7 separate regions of the Mus musculus genome follow, and all the other regions are linked to region 1. Evidence: chromatin contacts called from public Hi-C, HiCAR-type, Micro-C and promoter capture Hi-C data. All regions are on one chromosome and are shown on one strand. Each heading gives the region's core, a stretch centred on a gene start, on an enhancer-like site or on the middle of the called end of the contact. The rest is flanking DNA. Distances are from core to core; before and after follow the strand shown. Region 1 holds the start of Pwp2 (PWP2 periodic tryptophan protein homolog (yeast)). Region 2 holds the start of Pcnt (pericentrin (kendrin)). Region 3 holds the start of Dip2a (disco interacting protein 2 homolog A). Region 4 holds the start of Ybey (ybeY metallopeptidase). Region 5 holds the start of Arid3a (AT rich interactive domain 3A (BRIGHT-like)). Region 6 holds the start of Prmt2 (protein arginine N-methyltransferase 2). Region 7 holds the start of Lss (lanosterol synthase).

Evidence for each region. Promoter capture Hi-C pulls out the DNA fragments that hold promoters and counts their contacts. Hi-C and Micro-C count contacts between places; a contact is called where the count stands out from the background. HiCAR-type assays count read pairs that join an accessible place to other places. Capture Hi-C pulls out chosen DNA fragments and counts their contacts.
Region 2: a promoter capture Hi-C map of liver shows a contact between it and region 1, with 3 times the contacts expected there. The contact joins the promoter of Pcnt here to the promoter of Pwp2 in region 1. A contact is called at or near these places in 2 of 39 promoter capture datasets (both in liver), 1 of 115 datasets of contacts at active chromatin or transcription factors (pancreatic cancer cells) and 1 of 9 other capture datasets (liver).
Region 3: a promoter capture Hi-C map of pre-B cells shows a contact between it and region 1, with 5 times the contacts expected there. The contact joins the promoter of Dip2a here to the promoter of Pwp2 in region 1. A contact is called at or near these places in 3 of 39 promoter capture datasets (liver and pre-B cells).
Region 4: a Micro-C map of the G1E-ER4 cell line shows a contact between it and region 1. The contact joins the promoter of Ybey here to the promoter of Pwp2 in region 1. A contact is called at or near these places in 1 of 39 promoter capture datasets (liver) and 2 of 484 Hi-C or Micro-C datasets (B cells and the G1E-ER4 cell line).
Region 5: a contact with region 1 is called in a promoter capture Hi-C map of pre-B cells, with 3 times the contacts expected there. The contact joins the promoter of Arid3a here to the promoter of Pwp2 in region 1. A contact is called at or near these places in 1 of 39 promoter capture datasets (pre-B cells), 1 of 484 Hi-C or Micro-C datasets (B cells) and 1 of 115 datasets of contacts at active chromatin or transcription factors (embryonic stem cells).
Region 6: a Hi-C map of CD4 T cells shows a contact between it and region 1, with 8 times the contacts expected there. The contact joins the promoter of Prmt2 here to the promoter of Pwp2 in region 1. A contact is called at or near these places in 1 of 39 promoter capture datasets (liver) and 1 of 484 Hi-C or Micro-C datasets (CD4 T cells).
Region 7: a HiCAR-type map of astrocytes shows a contact between it and region 1, with 4 times the contacts expected there. The contact joins the promoter of Lss here to the promoter of Pwp2 in region 1. A contact is called at or near these places in 2 of 484 Hi-C or Micro-C datasets (B cells and CD4 T cells) and 1 of 115 datasets of contacts at active chromatin or transcription factors (astrocytes).

What each region holds. Positions count from the first base shown.
Region 1 is chr10:78,183,754-78,186,776 of GRCm38.p6, forward strand. It overlaps Pwp2 (PWP2 periodic tryptophan protein homolog (yeast)), which reads right to left and starts at 1,396. Exons shown (of 21, transcript NM_029546.2): 1 at 1,318-1,396; 2 at 305-417. The coding sequence starts at 1,335. It overlaps Trappc10 (trafficking protein particle complex 10), which reads right to left. Exons shown (of 23, transcript NM_001081055.2): 23 at 1,669-3,023.
Region 2 is chr10:76,441,644-76,444,650 of GRCm38.p6, forward strand. It overlaps Pcnt (pericentrin (kendrin)), which reads right to left and starts at 1,269. Exons shown (of 42, transcript NM_008787.3): 1 at 922-1,269. The coding sequence starts at 975.
Region 3 is chr10:76,343,677-76,346,635 of GRCm38.p6, forward strand. It overlaps Dip2a (disco interacting protein 2 homolog A), which reads right to left and starts at 1,615. Exons shown (of 38, transcript NM_001081419.2): 1 at 1,431-1,615. The coding sequence starts at 1,521. It overlaps Gm40699 (a long non-coding RNA gene), which reads left to right and starts at 1,619. Exons shown (of 2, transcript XR_871838.2): 1 at 1,619-1,898.
Region 4 is chr10:76,467,688-76,470,937 of GRCm38.p6, forward strand. It overlaps Ybey (ybeY metallopeptidase), which reads right to left and starts at 1,427. Exons shown (of 5, transcript NM_172550.4): 1 at 1,087-1,427; 2 at 470-699. The coding sequence starts at 679. It overlaps Mcm3ap (minichromosome maintenance complex component 3 associated protein), which reads left to right and starts at 1,215. Exons shown (of 29, transcript NM_019434.3): 1 at 1,215-1,527; 2 at 2,262-3,250. The coding sequence starts at 2,368.
Region 5 is chr10:79,926,033-79,929,212 of GRCm38.p6, forward strand. Arid3a (AT rich interactive domain 3A (BRIGHT-like)) reads left to right here and starts at 1,309. Exons shown (of 9, transcript NM_001288625.1): 1 at 1,309-1,368. Gm40715 (a long non-coding RNA gene) reads right to left here and starts at 959. Exons shown (of 2, transcript XR_001779822.2): 1 at 430-959.
Region 6 is chr10:76,236,483-76,239,379 of GRCm38.p6, forward strand. Prmt2 (protein arginine N-methyltransferase 2) reads right to left here and starts at 1,383. Exons shown (of 11, transcript NM_133182.3): 1 at 1,268-1,383; 2 at 230-339. The coding sequence starts at 283.
Region 7 is chr10:76,530,340-76,533,203 of GRCm38.p6, forward strand. Lss (lanosterol synthase) reads left to right here and starts at 1,266. Exons shown (of 22, transcript NM_146006.2): 1 at 1,266-1,335; 2 at 1,511-1,679. The coding sequence starts at 1,322.

The DNA.
Region 1 (3,023 bases), core at 146-2,645:
CACCTGTCCTGGGGCCCTTAGAGCCGCCCCTCCCCCCACAGTAAGTGCTCACCTTTTGAGATAACCTTCCTATCTGCCACCACCCCTACTTGCTAGCCAACAGCCAAAAGGCACATGACTTTTCCTTTCCCTTTAAGAGTAATGCTGGTGTTCTAGATACTAGAATGAAAAACGAGGACCTCAGCAGGCAACTCTACCATGACCTGTGTCCTCCTAAATCCAGTAGTCCTGCAAGCCACAAAGAGGATGGCTAGCCTTCACACGGAGGATAACGTCCCTGCTAACATTGTCTCCCCATACTTACTTCTTAAGGTCAAACACAGTGACTCTATTTCCCACGGGGCTGATAACAGAATTTCCATCATGTGTGAAATTTAAGTTTCCACACCGATAAACCGTACCCAACAAATTCGAGAACTGCAAAGGAAATGAATCAGTTTTAACACAGAGAACACAGCGTCAGCTCTCTGAAATGGTGATGAGAGGCATCTGGGCATAGGTAGTAAAGTACCTGACCATAGGTGTGTCCTGCCCCTGGGCAGAGGAGGAACCCAACTTAATTCTCAGGAGCCCAGGGTTCCCTTGAATGGTACTATACTCCCAAGACAGGAAGCATTTGCCAGGCACAGAAGGGCACAGGATCTCCATTCTAAGAGAAGCTGCTTCAGTGAACAGGGCTGCAGGAGATGCTCACCACGCCCACCGTGCTAAGTATCAGTGCCCCGGTGTATCCATTCAGTTATCAAAGGCAAGCATCTCCATCCAGCAGACACAGCTGGGTGTAGAGACCCGAGCCTTGTGTTCTATGTCCACATAGAAACGGCACATAGGCAATTGGACAGATGTCCAAACACTGCAAAGCCCAGCAGAGCAGTAGGGTAGTTGCTTACTGGGATTGCCTGGGCTAACTAAGGCAGGAGTCGATCTGGGGTGTAGGTGGGCAGCTATGCAACGAGATAACACCAGGCAGAGCTAGGCTCCTAAGAGGTATGATCAGCAGAGGAGCGCTGTCGAGACTGCTCCAAGAACTGGCGGCCCTGTAGAGAGCTGGGTGTTGCTTGAAGTTTGTTGTTAAGAGCCTTTCAGCAGCTATTGCTGTGTTGTCTGGCAAGAGGAGTTTGGACAGGGCTGGGTACAGCCCGAGACCTGTTGGGTAGGAGCCCGGAGCTCCTGGTATAAACCAGGAGCAATAGATTGCGATGGGTCGACCCACTAGTGCTTCCCACAGGCAGCCGAGATGACAACGACCTCGGTCTCTCCCGCGTCCTCGGAACCTTCCATCGCCCTCCCGTTGCCCCTGCCCGGCCCGCCGCTCACCCGGTAAGCGAATTTCATCCTGGAACCACACGTGGGGTACCGTACTGCAACCACTTCCGGAATACAAACAATCTCCGGCGCTTAAAACGCGCACTTCCGGGGCGGAGCCGCAACCCTAGTGTCCTGGGAAGCCCCGCCCGTCCCTCCCTCACCCCCACTCCCGCCACCACCCTGCCTCTACGCAGGCGCTGCGTAGCGGTGAACTAGCTGAGACCGCTAGGACGGTGGAGAATGGAGCTAAGTTCTAGGTCTCCATGCAGAGCCCAGTCCGGAGCTGAGAAAGCGAGCAAATCGTCACACACTCGCCTGTAACCGTGCAAAACAAAAACAAAAACCCAAGTTCAAACGGAGTTTCTTCTTAAAACGTGTATTTTTAGAATTTTAATGCTTACACTTTAAACGATCTTAGTACAGCGGCCTTACTCTGACATTATGTTACAGAACACTGTGAAAATGGAACCAACGCCTGCAGTGTCAAGGTGCGGCCGTCACCTTTCCTAGACCCCATCCCAGAGAACAAGAGCTGCCAACTCTCTTACAGAGAAAGGTGTCTTCATGAGAAATAACAGAACTACCAACATTTTAGATCTCCCCTTTGTTTTATTCTTAATATATATAATTAGAAAACCGTAGAGAACTCAGAAATATGAAACTCAGGGGGTGGGCGGTGAACTCAAGAGCCAGACTCCACTCTAAAGGACTACACACGGATGCGGGAGGCTAGCAGTGCCGGGTGGAAGCTTTTCTGCCAGGATCAAGTCTCAAAGACCTCCCCACACATGGACTTGACATCTGCAGGCCAACTGTCAAAGGTTTACCGAAAACAGAGTTCAGAGGGCTGTAGACATTCAGTAAGTACCAAGTTCTAATTTGCATACCCAGCTCCCCAAGTTTATTAGTTTTAAACTGCACATAAAATAGGTTTTCAGAGGGTTTTAAATAAATGTTTGTTTTTTTTTTGTTTTTTTTTTTTTTAAGGTTTATGTGAGTACACTGCCACTGTCTTCAGACACACTAGAAGAGGGCATCAGATCCCATTACATATGGTTATGAGCCACCATGTGGTTGCTGGGATTTGAACTCAGGACCTCTGGTAGAGCAGCCAATGCTCTTAACCACTGAGCCATCTCTCCAGCCCCAGTGTTTATTTTCTTTAAGCATTCCTCCAATTCCTGCAAATGAAAACCACTTGGTGGTGGTGTGTTGTGGGCGTCGTACTATCCTTTATTTACTGGCTGAGTTAAAAGCAAATACCCTGGGGCTGGAGAGATGGCTTAGCAGTTAAGAGCACTGAGTACTCTTCTGAAGGTCCTGAGTTCAAATCCCAGCAACCACATGGTGGCTCACAACCATCCGTAATGGGATCTGATGCCCTCTTCTGGAGTGTCTGAAGACAGCGACAGTGTACTTACATATAATAAATAAACAAATCTTAAAAAAAAAAAAAAGCAAATACACTGAATACTGAAAGTGTTGGCTTGGTTCTCCTGGTTCTCTCTGTGCCCCTGACTCTGGGCCCAAACATGGTCCCCAGGGGGCAGCGACTCCTGAAGAGGGCTCCCTCCTCTCCCAGCTTTCTACCTCAGGTCCCACTCACAGACACCACGCCAATAAGCCCAGAGCACTCTATCTCCTATATACAAAAATACATCACTTTGGAGGACTGAGAACGTTTAATACATACAGCATCTATTTACAATCTATGA
Region 2 (3,007 bases), core at 19-2,518, 1.7 Mb before region 1:
ATTGCTGTTACTAGGCGAACCACAAAATCAACACAGCCCTTTCATGAAGGCTATAGCTATACTGTCCTGACAGTACAGGGTAGGGACACAGCCTCTGGTTCCACAGCCATGATAGCTGGCCAGAGATCCACTTCCAAAATGTTCGCACCTTCTCTTCCTCTGAATCCCCATCACCTTTCAAATAACTATCTTGCCAGGCAGTGGTCGTGCATGCCTTTAATCCCAGCACTTGGGAGGCAGAGGCAGGAGGATTTCTGAGTTCGAGGCCTGCCTGGTCTACCAAGTGAGTTCCAGGACAGCCAGGACTATACAGAGAAACCCTGTCTCGAAAAAAACAAAACAAAACAAAACAAAAAAACAAAACAACTATCTTAACAGCCACAAGTGTTCCCAGGGTAGAGTCTCAAACAAATTCAAAATCTGAGGCAGAAGGAGGTGAGAAGAGGACCCTCGGTAGTATGGCAGTTGTGGGGCCCGGCCAGAGAGCGAACAACGAAATACAACAACAGGACACCACTAGGGAGCAAAGTTCTTGGTTCCCTGGGAAAATAAAGTCTGAAGACGGTCTTTAAAAAGCCTTGGACAGTTTAGTCTCAGGAAAGTGCCTGAGCACCGGAAGCACAACAACTAAGAATGCTAGGTGACCAGGACCCGCCCATGGCGCTCGGGCCCACCTACAAGTCGTACGTCTCTGACGCTGATTGGCTGTGGGTGTAATAGGGCGGAGCGAGACAGAGGGCGCTGGATTCAAGATGGCGGCGCCTAGGAAGTGAATTCCGCAGAAGCGGCGGGAAGGACAAGCGCCCGGCAGTTCCCACTGCTCCACCGCCACCGCTTGTGTCAAGCGGCGGTCTGAGCACCGGAACCGCTTTAGGATTTCTTCCCCACCGCAAAGCTGAGAGAAGGATGCTACCGTCTAACCTTGGCTCTCCCAGCCTCCACCTTCCTGCGCCGCTGCTCCTGCTCGTCTTCCATCTCCACCTGGGCTCCCGGCGAGTCGCTCGGAGGTGACAGGGCGGCGGCGACACCGCCTTCGCTCTATTTACACTCCCTCCCTTCACCCACTCGCCTCCCCACCCCCCATACACACAACTGTCAGCTTCGCCCCGCCAATCCGGAGCCCCGTGTGGCCTTGCGCACGCGCGCTCCGCTGACGCTCCAAGGGCGGAGAGCCATCTCTCTGGTCCCCAATTGGTACGCCGACGCTCTCCACCCTCTTCATCCACGCCAATGAGCGAGGCGCGGCGTTCCCGGGGCTCGCGGGCGTTCGTCGACTGGGCGGCGGGAAGGTTTGGACAAACCGTTTTCCCGAGGCGGTGCTACCTATCGCCCTCTCCCGACAGGAGGAGGACTTACATACCAGCGGCTCTCCATGCCTCCGGTGCGCTCTGGGCACTCTCTCCCGCACTTTGCCAAAGTCGTTTTTTCTGTCGCGATGTGTTTCTGCGAACACTGGGGCATCCTCTAGGATCCACCAGCCCCCACTTTTGGTTCTCAGGTGCAGTCAACTGGGAGTCCTGCTTCCCTTCTTTGACCACTTCGGCCCCTCCTGAACACGGTCCCCTGTCTTCAATCCAAATCCAAAGAACAGAGTATAGCCAGAGTTACTCATTGAATGACACCTAAAACTTAGACCGCTGTCCCCAGTGGACCCCAGAGTTGCCACCCAGGGCCGTTTTGCATTCACGCACACGCTTCAATGTACAGAGTCGCTGTGTGTTCAGGCACCTGACTCTCACTCCATCCATCACCTCTACCAGGAAAGTCTTTCTGCCATAAGGAAATAAAGAAACTATGGTCCATTTGTAGTAAGAGGCGCGTTTAAAGCTCATCGGTGGATTACAGGAAATTAGGAGGATTGGGCCCTTGGATTCCCTAGCCGGCAGCAGGTTCTTTCTTGCCTAACATTTATTAATTTATCATTGGGTTGAAACGTTGCAGGCTGTTAACATGACTAACATAAAAGGAGAGGATCTGAGCTCCAGGATATATGTCAAGAGCTTTGCATCCTGCACGGATAGGATAGGGAAGCTGGAGAGAGGGTAATGCCTATAAGAATGAATCCTCCTGAAGAACTCAGTAGTGTGGAATTTGGGAACAGGGAAATGCCGTAAGGGCTATAAAACCTATTTTATACCAAATCTGCATGACAGCCGTTTTTGCCTTCTCTCTAGGCTGACACCCAACTTTACAAGATCCAAAAAATAAATTGTTTCACTTTCATGACTCAAAAGACTTCAAGCCTCTTAGGAAGTGTCTCTTGCACTGATGAAAACACTGAGTGGGTGGGGGTCCCTCTGGACAGACCTATCCTCTAGGATATGTTGGTCTCAGTCTTTGAGCCATGCAATATTTAAGGAATGTTTGAAGGGTGGTCGGTCATATTTTACATATCAAAACTTAAAGGACTGGAGAGATCAGCAGTTAAGAGCATTAGCTGCTCTTCCAGAGAACCCCCAGTTGATTCGCAGTACCCAATGGTGGCTCACAATTGTTACTCCAGTTCAGAGGATCTGATGCACACCTCTGGCTTCTGAGGGCACCAAAAACTCATGTGGCGCACATTGGTACCCATAAAATAATTTTTAAAGTATAAATAAATACCTAATAATATTTATTTCTTTGAACTATGAGTATGTTTGTGTCTCTGTGTGGAACTGGCAGGTATCCTTAGAGGTAAGAAGAGGGTGTTAAATGCCCTAAAGCTGGAGTTACAGGCAATTGTGCGTCAACAGATGTGGGTTCTGGGATCTAAATTACCCCCTCACTCACTAAGGAAATCCCTGCTTCGTATAGTGGCACGTGTCTTATACCCAGCACTGGAGAGGTGGGTCTCTGAGTTCAGGGCCAGCCAGGGCTAAAAAGAGAGACCCTATGTAAATATAAAATAAAAAGACTTGCTTGCTTAAAGCCCAATGTTAAGAAGACATTTTCTGCAGTGGGGTTCCCTTCTCTTAGAACCAGATGTGGGTTCTGGCATCTAAATTCTCTCAGACGACTATAACTT
Region 3 (2,959 bases), core at 365-2,864, 1.8 Mb before region 1:
TTGCTTTGAGGAAATAATTTAATTAACTGTAAACTCGTAGCGAGCATTAAAAGCTATATAACCCTACGGAACTGAAATAACCGATATTCTGGAGCCGTAATGAGGAGCAATCTGCAACAACATATTTGATATGCAAAAGCCAAACTACAACTATGCGATTTCCCCTGGGGAGTCATATCAAATCCAGTACAATAGACCTTTTTTCTCAGAATCATTCCCAACCACGCCTCCAAAGAGAATCAAGGATTTTCAAAACGGAGCTGGAGAGATGGCTCAGTGGTTAAGCGCACTGGCCGTTCTTCCAGAAGACCTGGGTTCAAGTCACAGCACCAACATGAATCTAGGACCCAATTCTGGCCTCCAGGGAACACCAGGCACGCATAAGATATACAGACAAACATGCAGGGGAAATGCATATATTTAAAAAGAAAAAGAGAATTCTCAAAAACTCACTAAACCTACCACAGCAAAGCTTAACAATCTAAATGGGGTGGGGTGGGGGGGTGATGGATTCTAACAAGTTCTAATTGCATTTAAGTCTCAAAAGCAGAGTTAACAAGCACAGATGCTTTTCCACCAGGGTTGGAGGTCAGTTTATGGAGAACAGAACTCTTTTCCCAGGCGTCCAAATTGAGGGCGCCACTCCCATCTCTGGAGTTCTATTATTTCCCTAGTCTGTTTCTAACAACCACTTATTTGACTTTTTAACTTTTTAAAAATCCTCACCTAGAGAGGGCTGTCGGGTTGGCCCGGCGAGCACTTGCCCTCTAATCTGACAACCTGAGTTCATTCCCAGAACTCACAAGGTGGAAGGAGAGCACCAGCTCCCAGCTCCGTGCAAGCTGACCTCTGACCTCCCCACGCAGGCACCGTGACCCTTGCCTGTCCCCCACCTCCTCCCCCAGTGTAATTGTATCAAAATTCCGTAAAGGAATAAACCTTTTAAGTGTTAAACACGTTTTACATGTTTATAGGTTAATGCACTTCAGCCTCATAATCCACAAGGCGCAAGTGTACTTTTGCTTCGTTTTCTAGATGAGGAAACTGAGGCTCACGAGGCAGTCTGAGGTTCCAGGGGTGGGGCTCGGCTTCTGCATCCCGGGCTTCCTGCTGGCCGACAGGCTGCAGGGCACACGCTGGAAGCCCGGACCTGGACCGTGGCCTTGACGGTCGGGCAGCAAGAGTGCGCCTAGGCCCACCTCCCAAGCCAGTCCCTCCCGGTGTCCTTCGGAGGCCGGGCACCCGCCAGTCTGCAGAAGCTGGCGGGCTCTCCGGCGAGCGGCCCAGACAGGGATGCCGAGGAGAGGCCGGCGGGGATCCCGTATGAGGGTACCCGCAGGTTCCGGGGGTGACGCTCCCGGAGGTCCCTGGGCGGGGTCTCGGGCGAGGGTCCCTGGCGGGGTGGGGGGTGGGGGGAACCCGCGGCTCACCTTCGGACAGCTCCAGCTCCAGCTCCGCCAGGCTCTCGAGCACCTCGGCGGGCAGCGGCGCCGCCTCCAGAGGGCATCCGCGGTCGGCCATGGCCGGTGGCTCAGGCGTTCCCCCAACCGGGGCCTGCAGACCCGCAGCGGCCGCCCGCAGCCGGCAGCGGGCGGGGCGCGGCCGGGGCTGCTTCGCAGGGGCGCGGGCACGGGCGCGAGCGCGGCTGGCTCCGGCTCCGGGAGCGCGCTGGGGACGCGCGTGCGCGGCTGAGGGGCGGGGCAACGCTTGCGCGGGTACGCCGGGCCGGCCCCGCCCAGCAACTTTAAAGGCTCGGTTCCATTGGCCAATAAGACACGCCGGAGCAGCCCGGAGCTTTACTCCGCTTCGGGGTGCGAGAGGAGCGGCGGGCGGGAGAGCTGGACAGAGGCGCCTCGGGAGACGTGCGACCCCACCGAACGGACTTCAATGTCGCCCAGGTGACCCTCCTCCGGGATCCCCACCTTCTTCTTCCTCAGGAGCCCTGCTGGCACGCTTAATTCTGTCCGCGTTCCTGCTATGGTATCAGCTAACTCTGGCGGGTTTTCTGCCGCCCTTAAAGTGTGTTTGCTTATTCCCTTTCACAATAACCCTGGAAGCACTCTGACATTGACCAAGAAGGAGCTCTGGCAGTGTCTCAGTCCTTGAGATGTCCTTGGGGCATGGAAGCATAGATCTGACATGTTGGAAACCTTAGTGGGATTTTTGAAGGAGCTATTCTCAGAGTGGCGGTATATATACACATATACGTATAAACATGTATATACATACATACATACATACTTACATACATATATATACACACACACACACGCACACACACACAATTTTATTTCTACTACTCATTAGCCACCCTCTTGCCACTGTCTACATATATTAAAAATCCCAGGTAGGCAACAAAAAAGACCATTTTGGAGGCTTTCAGTGAGCCTAATATTACATCCACAAGGAACAGCATAGGAAGGTGTCCCCAACTGATTTTAAAACATCTGATTTGAGCTGACTAATCTGGTTATACAGGCAGGAGGTGTGGTATGCAAACGAGGGACTATTTATTTCCGCAGGTCACAGGTTTATATAGGAAGCAGTCACAAGCTTTGCATGAAAGCTGGTCAACACTTCTCACGTTTCTCTGATCAATGGTTTCTTCTAAGGAAGTGTTCCCTGTCCTCTTGAATGAATAATAGCTGCCGAAAGTTTACTGGTCGAGAAAAAAAAAAGCATCTGGGCTTCGCCTTTCGAGGCGGGTGCACTGTCTGGAGTGGGTGTGGCCAGAGCAAGGTTTCCTGGACCAGGTCTCCTGGATTCAATTGTAGTAGATTAGCTTGCTGCTGGAGTATTTTCACATTGACTGTAAAGTACGGAAAACAGCCAGACTTGAAGGCATTCCAGCAGGTTGCTGGGGAAGGAGCTGCTTAGCTGACAGTCCCTCACTCTAGGCTGCCAGGAATCAGGAAGGGAATGATGTCCTTGTCCTTCAAAGAGCTGAATTTTTATTTAT
Region 4 (3,250 bases), core at 177-2,676, 1.7 Mb before region 1:
TTTGCTTGTTTTTGAGATAGAGAGGATTTTTTTTTGGACCGAGTTTCTCTTTGTAGCCCTGGCTGTCCTGTTAATCACTCTGTAACACCAGGGTGGACTTGAATTCAGAGATCTGCTTTTCTCTGCCTCCCAAGCATTAGGACTAAAGGTGTGTGCCACCACTGCCACCCGGCTGAGAAAGGGGCTTCTTATGTGGCTTTTGTCTGGCCTTAAACTAACCAGGCAGACCAAAGGTGGCTTTGAACTCACAAAGATTCGACTGCCTCTGCCTCTTGGATAGATGGGATTAAAGGCATGCACAGTCACACCAGGCTAGACTTCAGTGCATTTCCAGAAAACTTCAAAATCAAAGATAACCAGATCTGTAATGTAATTAACAGGAACTATTCTGGAAGGAAGGTAAGCTGTACGAGAAGAACATATATACATACATATATATTTATTTTAAATATGAGGTATACATATTTACCTCATGAAATGAGAAAGAAAGCACGTCAGTTGGGACATTTTTATTCCTGTAGATCCTATTAATGTTCTGAATAGTCTTGTTGTCAACACAGATGATCCCCAGGTCAAATTTCTTCACTCCTAAGATACTCCTGACTAAATCCATCTTCCTGCGAAGTGGCACTCTTCTGATGGGGACCACCCGCTGCAGATTTTTAATCACCAAACTCATTTCGGGAAGAACACCCAGCCCTTTAAAAAAAAAAAAAAATGGTTGGAAGGAACCTGTGGTTAAAGTTCGAGAAAAGACCCGTAACTACTAGAGAGTGATAAGTTATGTAAAAACACACACGCGCTCACAATAAAACTTTATTTGATGGGATTTATCTGGTGGCAATGCTAAGGGAAATCACCTTTATTTACCCTAGGAAACTAATAAACAGGGTAGACTGGGCACAACGTGCAGAATAAGGCAAGTGGTTTGGGGCGGTTGCAATGGTGCAGGACCAGGTGAGGATGAGTGTGGGTGAGCAAATGGGGTCGCTGTGGGTCCAGCGTCTCTCGGGCACTCAGGCTGGAGGATCCACGCACGAACGAGGGGCTTCCACGCCGCACAATGCGGGATCGCCGTGCACTTACCGAATCCGACCGTGAAGAAGGTCGGGGGTCTGGCGGGCCGCCTGCCGGAAGATCAGCAGCAGCACACCCCAGAGAGCGGAAGCCGGATGCGGAGGACCGGAAGTTGGTCCTACAAATTTGATGTCCGTAGCGCACACCCAAGAGCCCGCTCCAGTGGCCGGTTTGTTGCGGTGCGGTGGGCCCGGTAGAGGCTGCACGCAGACTGTGGGCGAGCACAAGCGCTGGCGACAGTGGCCGTATCTGGCGGACTTGCTCCTCCCTCCGCGGCCTCCGCTGTCCCTTGTGTCTTTGCCGAGTTGCTGAAGGCCTTCACTAGTCTTCGCTCGAAGGCGTCTGTTAACCTAGCGGCCGGCTTCCGGAGTGTTAAGCATCGGGGATAAAAAGCTATTATTTCTAGACCAGGGCATCGCAAGTTCGAGTTACCGGGAGAAAAATGAGATGGTAGGAACCCAAAGCAGTAACATTTTAAATTACGGTTTTTGTGTTTTTATTTATTTATTTATTTATTTTGCCTTGGAGATCGCAAGAATCTGATAAGTGATGTGTTCCCGTCTTATTACTGAGGTTTTGTTTGTTTGTTTGTTTGCTTGTTTTTTCCCCGAGAAGGTATCAATTGAATAAAATGCTTTGCATTTTTATTTTAATCATAACGGATCAGGCTTCACCTAAGCCTGCTGGAGCACACCTGTGGTCCCAGCAGAAGGGAGACCGAGGCAGAAGAAAGGAACTTAAGGTTGTGCTTGATTGTAGTAAGCTTGAGGCAAGCCTGGGCTAAGCGAGACCTTGTCTTTTTTTTTTTTTTTTTTTTTTGGTTTTTCGAGACAGGGTTTCTCTGTATAGCCCTGGCTGGCCTGGAACTCACTTTGTAGACCAGGCTGGCCTTGAACTCAGAAATCTGCCTGCCTCTGCCTCCCGAGTGCTGGGATTAAAGGCATGCGCCACCAAGCCCGTTTTACGAGACCTTGTCTTTAATGAAAAGAAAAAGAAAAAAAAATCTTTAAACCTCCCTTACACCATAATCCATTTCTAATACCCTGTGTCCAAAACCTGTTGATCTGTGAGTGGTCGGCGGCCCGTTGTGCCCTTGCCTTTTAAATAATTGTCTTAGAATTTCTGTGATTTAAGAGTTGGAGCAAAATATGCTGTGATGTCCTAACCTTTTTTTTTTTTTCCAGGTCATCCTGAGGATGAAGGAGAGCTTCCCCTGGCAACAGATAATTTAAAGAGGAGAGCTACTTGTGTATAGTCCATATTTATTGCCTTCAGATAATTGGCTTGAAGATGCACCCGGTGAACCCCTTCGGAGGGCAGCAGCCCAGTGCTTTTGCGGTATCTTCCAGCACCACGGGAACATATCAGACTAAATCACCATTTCGATTTGGCCAGCCTTCCCTTTTTGGACAGAACAGCACACCCAGCAAGAGCCTGGCGTTTTCACAAGTACCAAGCTTTGCAACACCCTCTGGAGGAAGCCATTCTTCCTCCTTGCCAGCATTTGGACTCACCCAAACCTCAAGTGTGGGACTCTTCTCTAGTCTCGAATCCACACCTTCTTTCGCAGCTACTTCGAGTTCCTCTGTGCCCGGCAATACGGCATTCAGCTTTAAGTCAACCTCTAGTGTTGGGGTTTTCCCAAGTGGCGCTACTTTTGGGCCAGAAACCGGAGAAGTAGCAGGTTCTGGCTTTCGGAAGACGGAATTCAAGTTTAAACCTCTGGAAAATGCAGTCTTCAAACCGATACCGGGGCCTGAGTCAGAGCCAGAAAAAACCCAGAGCCAGATTTCTTCTGGATTTTTTACATTTTCCCATCCCGTTGGTAGCGGGTCTGGAGGCCTGACCCCTTTTTCTTTCCCACAGGTGACAAATAGTTCGGTGACTAGCTCAAGTTTTATCTTTTCGAAACCAGTTACTAGTAATACTCCTGCCTTTGCCTCTCCTTTGTCTAACCAAAATGTAGAAGAAGAGAAGAGGGTTTCTACGTCAGCGTTTGGAAGCTCAAACAGTAGCTTCAGTACTTTCCCCACAGCGTCACCAGGATCTTTGGGGGAGCCCTTCCCAGCTAACAAACCAAGCCTCCGCCAAGGATGTGAGGAAGCCATCTCCCAGGTGGAGCCACTTCCCACCCTCATGAAGGGATTAAAGAGGAAAGAGGACCAGGATCGCT
Region 5 (3,180 bases), core at 59-2,558, 1.7 Mb after region 1:
GTTTACAGGGGACACACAAGATGATTAGAGGGAGAAAGATCTGCTAGTAGCCCGTTTGATGCTGGAGAAGAATGCTGGTGTGCAGGCCCAGCTCCACCCCGGGGCCACACCCCAACACATCAAGGTGTCTAAAGTTTGAAGGCGCAGTTCGCTGCCACCTGCAACTTTCTTAGCCTTGCAGGCTAAGGTTCCAAGCAACTGCTGCAGTCTCAGATTCTAGGGAGGATTCCGGGAACTTGGATTGGCCGGAGCCACCCCATCTCTCCAGACACTCACACAAGTGGCTTTCAAGGGGCAGACTGCTCAAGATCCCCACAACAGTCTAACAAGGGACCTGAGCACCACCTATGGGGAACTAGTCGAGGTCGGGGGTTGCCCTGAGCACTGGCGTTACCCACTAGAATCGTCTCAACTTCTAGCTGAGCTCACATCATGCCTCGGTTTCCCAGCCTGCAAAATGGGACCTCAGAATCCAGTACTCTCCCGAGACGAACTGGGTAGACCGAGGCAGGGGCTTCACTGAGTTGGTTAAAGGATGGCCCTCCTTTCCCTCGCTCCTAGGTACGGTCGTCACGGTTCCTCGCATTTCCTCGAACGCGCGCGCAGCCCAACCCGGTGCTTTTGCGCACGCAGCGCCCTCACACCCCAGCGTCCCAGCCCCCGCAGATCTAGCCTAGCCGGGGGTTTTTAAGCCCATTTCAGAGACGTGGAGCCTCAGGCCCGGAAGGTTAGGGTAGCATAGTGGGCGGAGGTTCCAGCTCCAAGCTTGGCTTATCCATCTTGCGTTCCGGGTGAAACCAGGAAACGGCCGGGGGCCCAGGTGACTTTCCGCTCAGAGGTGGGGCGAGGAACCCTTTTTAACTCTTCGGGATTCCCGCGATGGGGCTCTCGCAGCCCCGCCCTCCCGCTCGCGGCCTCTGCGCCGTGGGCTGCGGCGTGCACTTTGCGCACGGTCCCTAAGATGGGGGCGGAGCGTCCCTCAGTCCGGTTCCCCCTTCCTTTTATTATTTATTATCATTTAAAGGGGCCGCGACCTGAAGTTTTCCGTCCACTCTGTGGCGGCTCTCCGGCTCCCCTCCACCTCCTCCCACCGTGGACGTCCTCAGATTGAGTTGGAGAAGGGGGACCCCGGTGTGGTGTCCTGGGAAAGCTTGGAAAGGGGGACCCTGGAGAGACACCCACCACCTCCTCCTGCGTCCCCGGGGCTGCTGAATCACCGGCGAGGTATTTGCATCTGAGAGCAATTTGTCACACGGCGATTCGTCTGCTGGGTGGGGGAGGGGCGGGGCGGGGGGCCCGGTCGCGCGCGGAGACCTCGTCCCTATCCGATCCAGACGGATGGAGATGTAGACGCGGCCTGGAGACTCGGTGAGGCGGGTGACCCCGAAGCCAGGAGCGTGCACTGGGCACCAGGGGGAGGCCAAGGGGGAGAGAGGCCACCGGAGGCCACCAGCAGGCTGGACTCTGGGCTGGGCTCCGGGCACCGGGGCATGCGCCCCCCGGGCCACCCCGGGCGGTAAGGCCTTTTGCAGCGCGGCTCTAGCGATCTCTCCTAAAGGTGGCAGCGTAGGGCACCCTGGAAACCGACAATTGCGGGGTCTCCAAAGTTAGGCAAAGACGCGCGCGTAGAGGGGTGCAGGGCTGAGTATGCGACTTGACGGATCAGAGTTGGGGTGGCTGTTGCGGTTGTAGATCTTGGAGACCTTCATCCGGTACACGAGTGCGCGGGGGTCGCGAGTGCGCGCTGTCCCCTGGCGGAAGGAAACGGACCCGGGGTGTGTGTGTCTGTGTATGTGCGCGCGCGCAGAGGACTGGGGGCTGCGCTCTGGGAACATGGTTTTGCTTTTTCTTATTAATTAAAAAAGATGTTTGGAGATAGGATCTTACTGTGTAGTACGGGCTGACTTAGAACTCGAGTTAAAGCTCAGACTAGCCTGAAACTCGAGGCCATCCCCCTGCCGCAGCTTTCCTTCCCAAGTGCTTGGGAAAATCCCAGGCCGGGCGCGCCACCACGCCCCGGTACCTACAGTTCTTTTTCTCTTCCAAACCTGTGTCCAGCGGGGTCCGCCCATCTCCCCCCCCCCATTTCGTTCCCTAGCTCCAGTGTACTACTGGGACTGGGGTCTCCACTTGCCCCGCGGGGTGCGCCCATCCAGATCCCTCCGGTAGGGTCCCCTGCCCCCCCCCCCCCGACACAAAAGAGGGAGCAGGAAGCGCGGAGTGCGCGCGTGTGTGTCAACTCGCAGCGGGTTTGTCAAATATCTTCCGTTTTTTACGACTTGGGCAGCAGGGTCACCCCCCCTCCCCAGCTCGCTCTTTCCAAGAAGCCTTTGAAATACCGACTCCACTGGGGGGGTTGTTTGTTTGTTTTTTTGTTGTTGTTTTACATTTGTCCTCTGACTGGGGTGTGTTTTTGCACACGTCTCCTGGGGGGGCACAGTGCCTTCTTTCCCAGCCCCCTCCCCAGCTCCTGCCCTTCCCCCTCCACCTCCCTTGGAGGAGAGAGGGGCCCCTTTCGCCACCCTCGGGCCCTGGCCTTGCACAACTCCAAATAACCGTGTTTTGCAAGGCCTGGCCGAGCTAGTGACCTCTCTCTCTCTCTCTCTCTCTCTCTCTCTCTCTCTCTCTCTCTCTCTCTCTCTCTCTCTTCCCTCTCTCCCTCTCCCCCTCCCTCTCTCCCTCCCTCCCTCCCTCCTTCCCTCCCTCTCTCTCTCTCTCTCTCTCTCTCTCTCTCTCTCTCTCTCTCTCTCTCTCTCTCTCTCTGACCTGAGGCTTGGAGGTGGTGGGGGGACTAGGGTGTGGCTCTGGGTCTCTTCCCCACTGCAGCCAGATCCCCCTTCCACAAACACCAGCTACCAGTTCCTAGTAGATCTTTCTGAGAATGCCATAAATTGAGGGTGGGGGCCAAGGACAAAGGGCTGGGGGAGGGGTCTATAAGGATGGGCAACGTTGGCTCAGGGTACCGGTACCTCTAGAGGGTGGGGGATGTCCAGGCCTGACCTAGGGGCAGCTTTGGGGTTTCCATCTGTGTCCCTCCAGGGCTACCAGCCCCACCAGTGGAGGCCTACCCTGTTCCCCTCCCCCACCCTCCACCAGGAAGGGTCATTAAACCAAACAGACCTGGGTGGGGGGACGGGAGGCTGGGAGAGGGGCTTCCTCTAGCTTTTTCCTCATGCCTTC
Region 6 (2,897 bases), core at 133-2,632, 1.9 Mb before region 1:
CCATCTAAGAACAAGTACAAGAATCTGAAGCATGCTGAAGTGTCCCCTGAAGTGTTCATGACAATACACAGCATGGGACCTAATGACCAGACCCATCCCCCTGCCTCAACGTTCTCTAAATTCAAGCATCCTCCTGTGAGCCAGGACCTTGAGAGACAAGGAGAGTGACATCACCCCTGTAAGCTGGTACTGTTCCTCTGTATGATCATTACACGTGGCTCTTACGTACCAGAACCGGGATGACCTGTGACTCGCTGCAGGGACCTTCTCCTGGTGCCTCCATAGTTCAATATGATCATGTCTCATAACTGGGGCTTTACTTCAGTTTCTCTCCCATGCCTACTTGAAAGAAGAGAGAGAAGCACAAAGTGTTACACTGCCTGGTCAGTAATCTCATTTCACGGCTACAGTTTACTGTATGTGTTAAGAATGGAACAGGATTGGCGTTTTATCATCACAATTCATTAGAGGGCTTTTTAAATTAAAAAATCCAAATGCTGTGTGCTTCCTTTAATATGCTAGATTTATTCCTCTGAAGTCTCCTTTTTTAAGAGATATTTATGAAGCCTCTTTTTACTTAGAATAAATCAGTATCATTTTTTTTAGGAACACTTAATAGCTTAAACTCAAATTAAAACACCTTGCCCAGTACTTGACCTAACCCACAGGCAGAACTGAAATCCCCATGCCCGACACCCTCCTGTTCTTTAATTCTATTTTTTTACCCCCAGGGGCAATGTAACCCTAACTGGCTCTGAGATTACATCGATTCTTTGTTTAAACGCCTGTTGTGCGTCCAGATCTGGACTTCATACTTACTTCGTAATAATTAGAATCACAAATTATTTACAATTATATTTTCAGTGAAAAGCCTGGGAGGGTGCCCGGAGGAAGAAAGACAATGAATTGGAGGGTTCTCCAGGCCAAGCAGATGAGGCCATAGAGGCCAAGAATATAGAGGCATGGGGGATGTGGCTCGGGATACAGAAGGCAGGTGGGCGTGGTCCTGGAAGGGCGTGGCTCTAAGAGCCAGCGGAGGTGCGCAGGGGGAATTGAGAGGTGCAGCGAAAGGAGAGCGAAGAGGGCGGACGGTGCTGAGAAAAGGGGAGGGGGTAGCTGGAATAGAACCTTCGAGAGGGCACTCTAAAGCCTCCAGAGGGGGCGGAGGCCTCAGTGCGCTGGAGACATGCACAGGGAAGACCTTTTGCCTAGCTTGCCCTGCCTCACTTGCGATCCAGATGTCTAAGCTGTCCATTAAGAAACCTACCTCAGCCGCGTTTCTCCGCTGAATTCTAGGCTATACCAGAAAGGAACAGACGATGCCCACCCGAAGCCTGAGCCGCCGCCCTGGACCTGCGCAAGCGCGGAGCACTCCAGCTGGCCGAAGAGCACGCCCCGCCCAGGCCTGGGTGTCCTGCGCAAGCGCAGTGTGTATAAACTCGGTGCTGGTAGCTGTAGATAGTCTTGAGACAGGGGTTTTCTCTAAGAGCTTGTCACTCAGCGCAAGCGCATTTTCTGTCCCTGCTTCCGGCCGGTCGCATTGGGCCTTAAGGCTGCAAGACGCAGGTGAGAAAGTGTAAGGATCGACTTACCGGGAGATCTGTGGGAAGACTGGACTCCGGGTTGGAGGCCACAGGTGGTGTAGACCGCGCCCCCAGCGGATTCGAACCGAGGCAACAATTGGCAGGCTGAAGCAGGAGTGCGTACTAGCGCTGTCCTGAGTGTACCTGGGACTGCCGGTGTGTTTGATGCCCTTCTCCGAATGCTTAATAACCTAGTTTTGATCTGAATCAGCTTCTGCAGAATGGGACCCCCCTACAGTATCTTGGACTAAGTTTTGATCGTGGAACCAACATAGCTACTGAGACACGAAACACACCAGAGACCCCAAGTCCTGAAGATCCTGTGCTGAAGGGGTTGGGGGCGGAGGAGCAATGACACTGACATCAGGTGACCCTAAGCAAGGTTTCTTAAGCTTTCTCCACTAGCAATCCCATCCTACTCAGAAAGTTTTTCAGCGACTCTAGGTATCTAAAATAGGCATACGAATCAAACATTTACTGATAAGTGAATCAGAAAAGAATTTATTGTAAAACTCGGCATACACACAATTTTACCACTGACTAGAGACAAAAGCAGATTTGCATACTAATTAGGTGGATGCGTTTGTCCAATATAATCTAGACACTCTAATACATGCTGAGGAATGATAGGGAAATATTAAAATTCTTTGTTTTCTATAATTAAACCATCATGCTTCGGTTCGTGCAGTAGAAACACCACAGCTCATAACATAATCAATCATTCCAAACCTGCTGTGAGGCATCTCAGGGCTTGCAAGGCTTGTGCAAACCACACCTGTTGTGCCTTCAGTCCATCGGTTCAGTGGAGTCGCACAATGAACTGCAGCCAAGGGATGGGTCTGTCTGTGTGAGGACCTGGTCCTTTTTTTAAATCTGCCCAGTTTTCCATTTCCACCAGATGAAGAGGGCTGAAGCTCTGAGCCAGGATGCCACAGGTTGAAAAGAGTTTCCCACAATCTTCCAAGGCAGAAAAAACTGTCCTCAGAGCCCCCAGTGTGGCAGGCCTGAGACCTATTCTTGAAAGCCTGCTGGTGCCACGAAGCTCAGGCTCCAGGCACTAGGATCCACCCTTGCTAACCTAACATAGGAAAGGGTACCTGTGGTGGCTGAATAAAGAATGTGGCTTTGTAAGGGCTGGAGGTGGCTTAGCAGTTAAGAGCAGTTACTGTTTTTGTAGAAGACCCAAGTTTGGTTCCCAGCACCTATGTTAGGTTGCTCACAAACCACCTGTAACTTCCAGCTCCAGGGGACTCACTGCACTTGGGAGGCCGAGGCAGACGGATCTCAGAGTTCAAGACCAGCTTGGTCTACAGG
Region 7 (2,864 bases), core at 16-2,515, 1.7 Mb before region 1:
CACCATGTGGGTGCTATAAACCAATTCCAGGTCCTCTGAATGAGCAGCAAGTGCTCTTACGCACTGGACTTAAGTATTGGCCTCCAGTCCCCAAATCAATAGTCTGAGGCAAGGCTCAGTTAAAATGCCTTGTCTTATATCTTTACAAGTTTCTAAACTGGGCAAAGAAGAGGTTAGTGTTCTTGACTAGCCATCTAAAATTCCGATTTTCCATCTAGGGAAGGTGTGTGAGTGTTCTTTGCCTCTTACTTCTTCCTTCTCTGATTTGTGGTTCATGGCCCCTTCCTTGGCAGCGTTTTGAGGGCTAGGTGCAGGGAGGCTATCGGGTTTGGGTAGTTGTAAGTAAGTCGGCACTCTGTAGGACACACTGTACCGCTGGGAGTTCTTGGAATTATATTTTTCTGATCTCTGGTCGTCATTCCTGCATGCCAGCAATGCTTCTCAAATACTATCTGTTCAAATGTTCTTCATTGCACGTCTCTACTAGATTCTGCCGGCATACCACAGGCTTTCCTGCTTCCCTCTCTACTGTCAAACATAATCAAGGCTTTTCCCCCTTTAACTTGTAGGACTCCAAGCTCCAGGTATCCTGAGAGTAGTGCTGTGGCTAGGGAAGTGGAACTCTACCTGCTAATGGGAGTCAGGACACAGCCCTCTGCACACTCTGCAGCTGCTCCCTGTGAGGAGCCTGTGCCCGCTTTCTGAGAACACTACTCTGACCCTCTTCCCAACTACGTGTCATCATAGTTTCCTCCTCCCTTCACTCGGGTCAAGGCCCCTGCCCCATGATGGTCCATGTGGTGCCTCGGATCAACGCTAGTTTCACCTCAGGTCACTCATGCCTCTTCCGTACTTCTGAAGCACTCGTGGTTTCCGCGGCCTCTTTCCTGCATGTCGGAGGGGCCATTTTTCACCAACCCTGTAGGTATCCCGGCTCAGAACACCCAGACCAGAAGTCCAAGGCTGTCATCAATAAGGATCTAGAGGGGCCGGCCCCGCCCCCCATCCCGCCCCGCCCCTCCAACGGGCCTGCCCCTCCCACAGGCCGTCCTCGCCCACAGGCCGGCCTCTTTCATAGGCCCCGCCTCCAAAGCGCTTCCCGCCCCGCAGCCACGCCCCCTGGTGCCCTCGCGGCGTCGGGCGGCCCTGCGCCCAGCCACTGTGGTCGCGGTGCGTCTCTCGTGCCCACCTGGTGATGCTCTGATTGGCCGAGCTCGCATCGGCCCACCCAGTAGTTCCGGTCGGCCGAGGCTCGCGCCTGCGCAGTGCACTAGGCTGTCAGGTAAAGGGCTGGCAAGCGGTGGCAGAGAGTAGTGCTGTCATGACTGAGGGCACGTGAGTCGCGGACCCTGGGCTTCCCGCGGGTGTTGCGAGGGACGCGGCAGGGCGGTGGCAGGGAAGGTGTCTGGACAGCAGGGTGGCATGGCTGGTGGCTCTGCATGCCTGGATTGCAGGCATCCCACCTGGGCGGAGTCTAAGGAAGGCTGCTTCCTCTCGCTGGTCCCCTCAGGTGTCTGCGGCGTCGTGGGGGACCCTATAAAACTGAGCCCGCCACCGATCTCACCCGCTGGCGGCTCCAGAATGAGTTGGGTCGGCAGAGATGGACTTATTATCAAGCGGAGGACGACCCTGGTCGAGAGCAGACCGGGCTAGAGGCCCACTCTTTGGGACTGGACACAGTAAGTGATGTGATTCTGAAAGCACCATTCCATCCCAAGACTGGAAGCCATCACTGATCAGCCTACACCGTGCCTTCCTGAGCCAGAGCTCTGAAACAGTGGAGAGCCTTATTTAAAAAACAGGCAACCAGCCAGTAATATATGCATATGTGTAAACCAATGTATATGTGGGTATAGTGTGATATGAGGAAAAGCTGACTATAAGAGGATCAGGAAAGTTCACAAGTTATGTAAGAAGATGTAAAGCTAGTTGCTTTTCTAGTTCTAACTCTGTCATGGGCTTTGTGGTTTGGGCAATAGATTAATGCATAAAATATAGTGGGTACTGAAAGTGCATCATTTTATGGAAAGTTTCACAGTCTCCCTTTTCAAATGCCAAGGTCATTAAGTTGAGTAGACTTTGTGTTTGGTTAATTTTGGTGTGCGATGTTTTTATTAATTTGCAGGTTTCTTTTTATTTTAATAATAAGGCTTATAATTTTTTGTTTTTTAAAACAGATATGAACCTGGGCCCGGCAGGCATACCTGTAATCCTAGCCGCTGAGTAGGCTGTGACAAGGATAAAGTTTAAGATCTGCCTGGGCAGCTGAGTAGAGCTTGTCTCAGAAAATAAAGAGGCTGGGCATGGTAGTGCTGGTCTTTAATCCCGGCACCCAGGAGGCAGAGGCAGGCAGATCTTTGTGAGTTTGAGGCCAGCCTGGTCTACAGAGCAAGTTCTAGGCCAGCCAGGTCTACGTAGTGTGACCCTATCTCAAAAATGATAACAAATAAATAAAGAAGAGGGCTGCTGATGTGGGTCAGTGTTTGTGAGTGTTTGCCTCAATTCAATCTAAACAACAAAAAGTGTGGTACCTCCTTCCGGAGACAGGAGTAGAAGCAACCCTCGTTATTTAAGTCCCTCCACCTCAGAGACCTGTGGAAGAAGTTGCCCTAATTTGGTTTCATTTTGAGCATTCCACTTTGATATTTAACTTTTGATTTGCAGGAGAATTACAAAGATGGGTGTGATTTTTGTTTGGATCCACAAGATGAAATACTTAGGACCTGATTTTCTGGTTGTGTGTGTTGGTGCATGGATGATGGACAGCTAATCATGGAGCAGTTAGTTAGCTCACAGGCTTCCTGTGAGTCTTGGCCATCCGCTGGGAAGATCTCTCTCTGAGCAACGCCTATGCTATTGTGTGG